Regions from separate parts of the Arachis hypogaea genome. Here region 2 is linked to region 1. A link is a contact called in public Hi-C data. All regions are on one chromosome and are shown on one strand. Each heading gives the region's core, a stretch centred on a gene start, on an enhancer-like site or on the middle of the called end of the contact. The rest is flanking DNA. Distances are from core to core; before and after follow the strand shown. Region 1 holds the start of LOC140177642 (serine/threonine-protein phosphatase 7 long form homolog). Region 2 holds the start of LOC112732336 (protein REDUCED CHLOROPLAST COVERAGE 2).

The links. A called contact is a pair of places that touch in the nucleus more often than the background predicts.
Region 2: a Hi-C map of leaf shows a contact between it and region 1, with 3 times the contacts expected there. The contact joins the promoter of LOC112732336 here to the promoter of LOC140177642 in region 1.

What each region holds. Positions count from the first base shown.
Region 1 is chr13:86,977,953-86,981,570 of arahy.Tifrunner.gnm2.J5K5, forward strand. LOC140177642 (serine/threonine-protein phosphatase 7 long form homolog) reads left to right here and starts at 1,549. Exons shown (of 5, transcript XM_072210785.1): 1 at 1,549-1,620; 2 at 1,978-2,450; 3 at 2,505-2,720; 4 at 2,822-2,893; 5 at 3,026-3,455. The coding sequence starts at 1,549. The coding sequence ends at 3,455. LOC112732335 reads right to left here and starts at 891. Exons shown (of 9, transcript XM_025781026.2): 1 at 296-891. The coding sequence starts at 823.
Region 2 is chr13:87,287,729-87,291,697 of arahy.Tifrunner.gnm2.J5K5, forward strand. It overlaps LOC112732336 (protein REDUCED CHLOROPLAST COVERAGE 2), which reads left to right and starts at 1,421. Exons shown (of 23, transcript XM_025781028.3): 1 at 1,421-2,333; 2 at 3,364-3,425. The coding sequence starts at 2,264.

The sequences.
Region 1 (3,618 bases), core at 299-2,798:
ATCATCAGCCCATATGTTTGTAAATCAAATAAAGCTAGGACAGTTCATATCATTAGGAAAGCCCATCACAGAGTTAACTATTATTAATCAAAAACCGTCATTCAATTCCTAGAAATGAACACTAAAGAAAATTCATATATGTTCTTTACTTCAACAGAAAAATATCCGTCTGTATCTCTCACTGTCTATCTGGCTCACAGACGTTATCAAAATGCAGCCCAATAGAACAAAAATCAACTAGGTATTCGCATTATAGAAAAGACGCATAATGAGAATGTGGCACATAGAGGCTTACAACAGCATTGAATAGAGTGGACTTGCCAACGTTGGGGAGGCCAACGATGCCGGCTCTAAGGCTCATACTTATCCTTGATGAAAAAGACGAGAACCTTCGTTGAGTCCCGTAGAAGTGAGCGGTTCGGAGAAGAGTTTGATTTCGCAAGAAGTTTGACTTGAGTGGATGAAATAGAGTGGGAACAAGGTGAAGGTGACTGCAAGCCGCTCTTGCCATTGCTTGCGTTGCAGTTGCCGGAGGGAACGCACATTCAACGGATATGGATGCGGTGGATACATGCGCAGCTTCAACAGATAAATTCCAAGCTGGGACTTGAAAACTGAAAACATGACCCGAACAACCCACGGCCACGAGTGGTGCCTTGCCCCAGCAGGCCAGGTTAATAACCGGTTTGGTTTGGGTACAATATAAAGCCGCATTTAACCCGTCATAATTGTTTGGACTTTGGAGTGATGGATTCATGGATACCCACCCACTAATTCGGGTCATATGTTTTACGTTGCCCGCCCCAACCTGGATCCGGGTCATGTTTTGTCGGATTTGTGCCCGTCTATTTTTGATTTTTTATTGTGTTATGTTTCGAGTTGAGTTTGGATAGCTTTGTCTTTTTTAAATAAAATATATATTTTAGGATAAAATTATAATAAAATATAATATTTTTATATTTTAATTAATACTTTTATATTATATAATATTATTTTTATTTTAAAATAATCTATTTTAATATAAATATGATATAATATATTAATATTTATTAAGTAAAATTTTATTAATTTATTATATAAAATTTATAAAATTAATTGATTTATTTTGGATTAATTTAGGGTCAAAATAAATTCAGGGGTAAAAAACATAGATAAACCAATGGGGGAAACTTGTTACATGAATAAGCCAAACCAAAAAGAGATCCACGAATCAGCCAAGCCCTATTTATATACAATTCGAACCTAATTGGTTCGAACCCTATTTATATACAATTCGAACCTAATTGGTTCGAACCCTATTTACACATAATTCGAACCTAATAGGTTCGAACTTCAAGTTTATAAATCGAACCTAATTGGTTCGAACTACGTTCTATTACGTGCATCATATAATTCGAACCTAATTGGTTCGAATTATGAGTGATTGTGCTATATAACGAGTTCGAATCAAGCAGATTCGAATCAGTTATCCTTTTCCATACCCCACCAAATCCCAGAGAAAACGACCCAGATTCGATCCGAGAAATAGTAGAACCGAAGACTCAGCTGATGGGGGACGATCCTGCAAGACTGTACCGGTTGGATGCGGTTGCTCATATAGCCGGGGTCATCAACGACGAGGTTAGTACATAGAAAAGTTTCTGCACACGGTTTATTTGAGTTAGTGATTTTGCATGTGGTTTTAGCGGTTCTATATGTGAGTGGTTTATCAGGGTGGCATTACAAATGGTTTAGCTTAGAGGTTATTGCATGCGGTTTAGGGGGCGGTTTTTGGTAAGTGGGTTTTTGTAAGTGGTTTTATATGCGCTTCTGTGAATAGTTTATGTAAGTGGTTTATGTTAGGTGGTTTTGTTAGTGGTTTGTTGTAGTGGTATTGCAAATGATTTAATTTAGTGGTTTTGCATGCGGTTTAATTGGTGGTTTAGAGTAAGTGGTTTATTGTATGTGGTTTAATAATGTGGTCCATTTAATGCGCAGCCACAACGATGCATCAGGAGCATGCGGCGGCAACAAGGCATGCCACTCGACGAGCGTTATGTTCCGTACCTGCAGATGGCCGGGTTATACCATATGGCTAGACTGAACGATAGATGGTTCCGGTTAGACGAGCCCCTTGTCAGCGCCTTCGTCGAGAGGTGGCGTCCTGAGACGCATACCTTCCACATGCCCTTCGGAGAGTGCACGATCACGCTTCAGGACGTGGCATACCAGTTGGGGTTGGCAGTGGACGGGCGTTATGTCAGCGGTTGCCTTACAGACTTCCATCTGTATATCGAGGGTGGACGTCCAGCTTGGGTGTGGTTCGAGGAGTTGCTTGGAGTGGTACCTCATCCGAGCCAGGTTCAGAAGTTCGCAGTAAACTGCACCTGGTTCCAGGAGACTTTCGGACACTGCCCCGAGGGAGCCGATGAGGACACTGTGCGGCGCTTCGCTCGTGCCTATATCATGATGTTGTTGGGCACTCAGCTGTTTGCCGACAAGTCCGGCAACCGCATTCACATCAGATGGCTTCCGTACGTAGCTAGGATTGAGGAGATGGGTTCCTACAGTTGGGGGTCTGCAGCATTGGCGTGGTTGTACCATTGCATGTGCCGAGTGGCAAACAGACATGTGGTCAAGCTAGCCGGCCCACTTCAGCTACTTCAGTCCTGGATATTCTGGCGCTTTCCCAGGTTTAGGCCTGCTGGGTATGATACGTCCAGCTGGCCTTTGGCATCGAGGTACGCTAGTCAGGCTTTTCTATTTCAAGTTGGGATAGCTGCTGTGAGTATTACAAATCTGTCATAATTCTGAATAAATGTAACACCCATGTGCCCTGCAGGTGGTCAGGTTACAGCCCTTCCTACAGCCAGAAGGGTCCTCGACTGCAGAGCACGAGACTGGAGATAGACAGGTTACATGCCAGGGATGTGAGTGTTCTTCCTGTTACTTTAATTTAAATAAGTAGACATCGAATGTTTCTGTTTAGCCAGTTGGCGTGACAACATCGGTATTTATTTGTGCAGTTTATCTGGATGCCTTATAGCTCCCCCGAGGTACTTCAGGTTGTGCATCCGGAGGTGTTGGAGCCCCGACACATGGCAGTGTGGCGTTCTGTCACGTCGCTGATATACTTTGCCGTCGTAGAGTGGCATCAGGTAGACAGGGTGCTACCGCAGTTCGGTGGTGTGCAGCCTCTCCTGCGTCCCGCCCTGAACATCGACTTTCTGATGTCGAAGGACGGGAGAGGCGGCGATCGTTGGTTCCCGTCCACCTTACCGGATTGGCATATTCATTGGGAGACCCGTGCGGACCACGTCCTCCGGTTCGATGTTGTTGCCGATCCTGGACCTTCGCACGCCTATCTAGACTGGTGGAGCCAGCATGGGAAGAGGTTCTTGTCACCCGATATTCATCTGGGGGATCTGAGGGGCATTCCTATTCCTGTCGAGGCGTCACAGAGGGGTCCTGGTTGAGTTCCTGACATGGATCGAGTCGACGACGTCCCTGATAGGCGTCGGGTTGAGAGGAGAGCTCGTGTCGGGACACGACAGAGCCAGCGTGAGTGGAATTGGCTGGAGCGGGCTATTGACGACGCTGATGAGGCAAGTAGGGGTGGTCGTCGAGGACGAGGGCGTG
Region 2 (3,969 bases), core at 171-2,670, 310 kb after region 1:
AACAACTGACACTCTTTTTTAATCTACAAAATTTCACCATAGTTCAGTCCCCAAAAACAAAACATTATCATCAATTAAGAACAAAAATAAAAAAAAACGCACCTCATAGTAGACGCAGCCCCAAAATCGTCGACTAGGGTTGTTTTTCGTTCTCGAAATTTACAACACAGGTCTCACCATGCCCACAAAGAAGCTCTCTCTTCTGCGCAGGCAAGCGACTTCGAGACGACCTTGAGCTCTCCGAAGTCATGGCTGCACTGCAACCTCTGGAACCCTAACAGACGTTCTATTATTTTAGTTGGTGGTGAGATTTTTTATTTAATCTCTATCTCTCCAACCAATTATATAAAAATAACTTAATTTTTTTAATCAATTAAAGGTATCAACTATCGGTAATAACCTAAAGAGTAAAAGTGTCAGAAAAAATTCGTTAATGGAGGGGGAGGATGATTTTAAAGTGTTCATAAACGTTGAGGAAGATTTTAATAACAAAAAAAGGTCAGGGACGAATTTGATTTTCATCCCAGACCTTTGGGACGAAAAAAGTACTTAACCCTAATTTTTACTATTCAATTTTAATTTCTAAATTTTGTGTGAAAGAAAAAAATAAATTATATTTTTTATTATTTATTCTATCTTATCTTCAATTTATCATCAAGTAAAATACAAAAATATTTTTTTTATGTTTCTATTCTTTATATATTTTTATATCTTATTCTCATAATTATATGTGGCATACGTATTAATAATTCTTGTGAGAAGTAGGGCTGGAAGTGAGTCGAGTTAGACCAAGCTCAAACTCGACTCACAGAAAGCTCACGAATTTGCTCAAACTCACGAACTGGCTTAAATAAGAGAATATATAATATATAATATATAATTTTATATCAATAAATCATAATTTATATATATTAAAAATATTTTAAAAGATCAATTTTATATATTGACTATCTATCAATTATAAATTTTTTACTCATGTCCTACATCAAAATTATATATAAAAAATGACTATAAAATTTTAATATATATATATATATATATATATATAATCGAGCCAGCTCACGAGTTAATGGGTTTGAGCTGATCAAAGTTTAAGCTCGCCTCATTTAATATATGAGCTCAATTTCAAACTCAAACTCAGTTCGCTAGCTCGCGAATTTAGTTTATCGAACTATTAATAAGTCGAACTCGAACTGATTTATGAGTTGACTTGACTCAATTGCAGCCTAGTGAGAAGTGTTGCAAAACTGTGTCAGCTGCATAAAGGAATAACGAAAAGTCTTAGTACAACTACAATGAAAAAAATAAATAAAAGCTAATTTCTGATTTTTGTGTATGTCACGGCCGGTCGGCCCAATCCAAAGAGGGTGAAGACGACAAGAAAGCCTCTAATAAGTTGTTTATGCCTGATCCAATAATTAAGGTTTATATAGCACAACCAAAGATTGAGAAAGAGAGACAGAAGATGAGGTGTCATAGTAGAAGAGACATAGAAAAAATAGAAAAGAAAAAAATAAATAAAAATGAGAGGCCTGAAATCGCTATAGCCTTAAATTCTCTCCGTGCGTGTATGTGTACAAGAAGAAGAGGCTACCCTGGCTTTAGTTTTCCCCTTGGCTTACCTTATCCTATCCACACTCTCTTTTCTCTTTTGTTTTCATGTTTTATTTCTCTCTCTCTCAATATCTTCTCATGAACTAATCTCTATTTTACGTACCCTTTTTTGCGCTGAGTACCCCCACCTACACTTTCACTTGATCCTTAATTAAGCTCAAGATTCTTCCACACCCATTTCTGTTCAGTACTCAAAATTAAAGCTCTTATTAGCTTCCCGCACTTCTTCGGCTCCATTTATTCCGTTCAATATATTTTTTATTTCCACAAACAAGATAACATCTATTTTTTTGCTTAGCTTCCGTGTTTGAAGTTAATTACAAGCAGGTTTCTTGAGATTCAAACTCCTATTAAATATCGTGTATATTATGATTAATATATATTCTTTTTTGGCTTGTTGAGCCACATATCAACTGATGAAATGTGTTGATTTTTGAGGCACTGGTTGGTTAGATAGTTGCTGTTCTATCTGTTTGTTCACAAAGAAACTTGACATAGTTTAAGGACGGAGAATAGATTCTTCCCAGTTCACGTGCAGAAGGATTTCATTTAATTATTCGATGAATTCAACCATTGTGTCATAGTTATTTCCGTCGGAGAGGAAGCTTTATAATTGAACTGCCGGTTTAGTTTATTTTGAAGTACAATAATGGCTCCCAAAACTGGGAAAACCAAACCTCACAAAGCTAAGGGAGAGAAGAAGAAAAAAGAAGAGAAAGGTACGGTTCACATAATAATAGTCCATCCTGCATTCGATGCCTGTTTCATTTTCCCTTTCTGTTTATGTGTTGTCTTTGAATACAATGCCTTCTGTTTATGAAACATATATACAAGAAGTAGCAATAATTCCTTTGGCCGTAAAAATAGAAAGATAGACGCAATATGTCTCTCATCTCCTTCTTTTAATTATTCATTCTATTCTATTCAGTGCTTCAAATTCTCGGTTATGAACTTGCTAACGTGACTCAACTTCAATATTATTGTGCTCTTTTGGTTCTTGCATTGTTATTGAAAAGTTTTTTTTTACCAGTTTTAGGAGTATGTGATGTTCATGTTCTTTCATGTTTCCTCTTGCTAGACTAACGGCCGGAGAAAACTAAACAAATCAAATAAATTATATAATAATCAATGTCTAATATTTTAAAAATATTATCTTATTCAGAGATTAATCAAGAAATATTAAATTGATATTTGCCATAAGTATGTAGTTTTTTTCTATTTATAAAATCTATTATTTAATTATAATAATTATTTTTATGTAAAGAATATTTTATTATATTAATAACCTCAATTTATTGTAACTAATGTAAAATATATAGCAAAAATTAAAGATATAATTGAATTAATTAATAATGTGAAAAAGGTGCAATATCACAAGAAATCGCAGATTCGAATGTCCTTATTTTTTTGTTAAAAAAAATATATCACATACAGAGACACAAAAACTTGTATATTAAAAATTTGAAACAGGTCCAACAAGAACATGAGAATATTTTTTTTTCTCTTTAAATTGATTATTGACATTTATTAAAAATTGCTGATATAAAACAACTAATTAAGAAAAATCTTTATACTCATTCTATAATAATTGTTATCAACTTTATATAACATAAAGAGATTTTATCATCCTTTGTATGTGGTAACCAAACATTAAAGCGGTGTTACTTATCTCAAATTTCATTGGCTCTGAGAATTCTCCACCTTATCCTATGAGAATTTTAATCAGAATCACATTATATCCATTTGCAGTTTTGCCAACGGTCGTTGAGATTTCTGTGGAGACACCGGACGACTCGCAAGTTACACTTAAGGTATGGACTACGGATCGGCATTTCCAGTTTCTTTGTCTTCTTTCACAAATTACGATACTTGAATTTCGTTCATATTCGTTTATTAACACTCAAATTAAATATTAATTTATCTCTCACTAGTCCGCTTAAGCAAGTGTCGGGGGTTCGAATCCCGCCTTGTGCATGCAGCAACCCATTGGCCAGCGGCAAACCCTTAAATGGAGCTCAGTACCGCGACGGATTAGTCCTTGACCTGCCGGGTTGGGGGATACCGTGGGAAACCAAAAAAAAAAAAAATATATTAATTTATCTTCTTTTCCTTTTAATTCTTTCTTCTCTTCTTCAATCAACATAAAGGCGTATTTATATCTAAAAATGCTCCGAGTGAAATCAACTCTTATATATATATAGAGTCAAATCTCTTTGCTATAGAATAATCAAATCTTTTATTTGTGAAATAAAAAATCAGTCATTATTGTATTTTAATTTTGAATATAAATCTAGTTTAATTATATTATTTATAAAATCTAACATAAATTTGAATATCTTAATTATATTATTTATA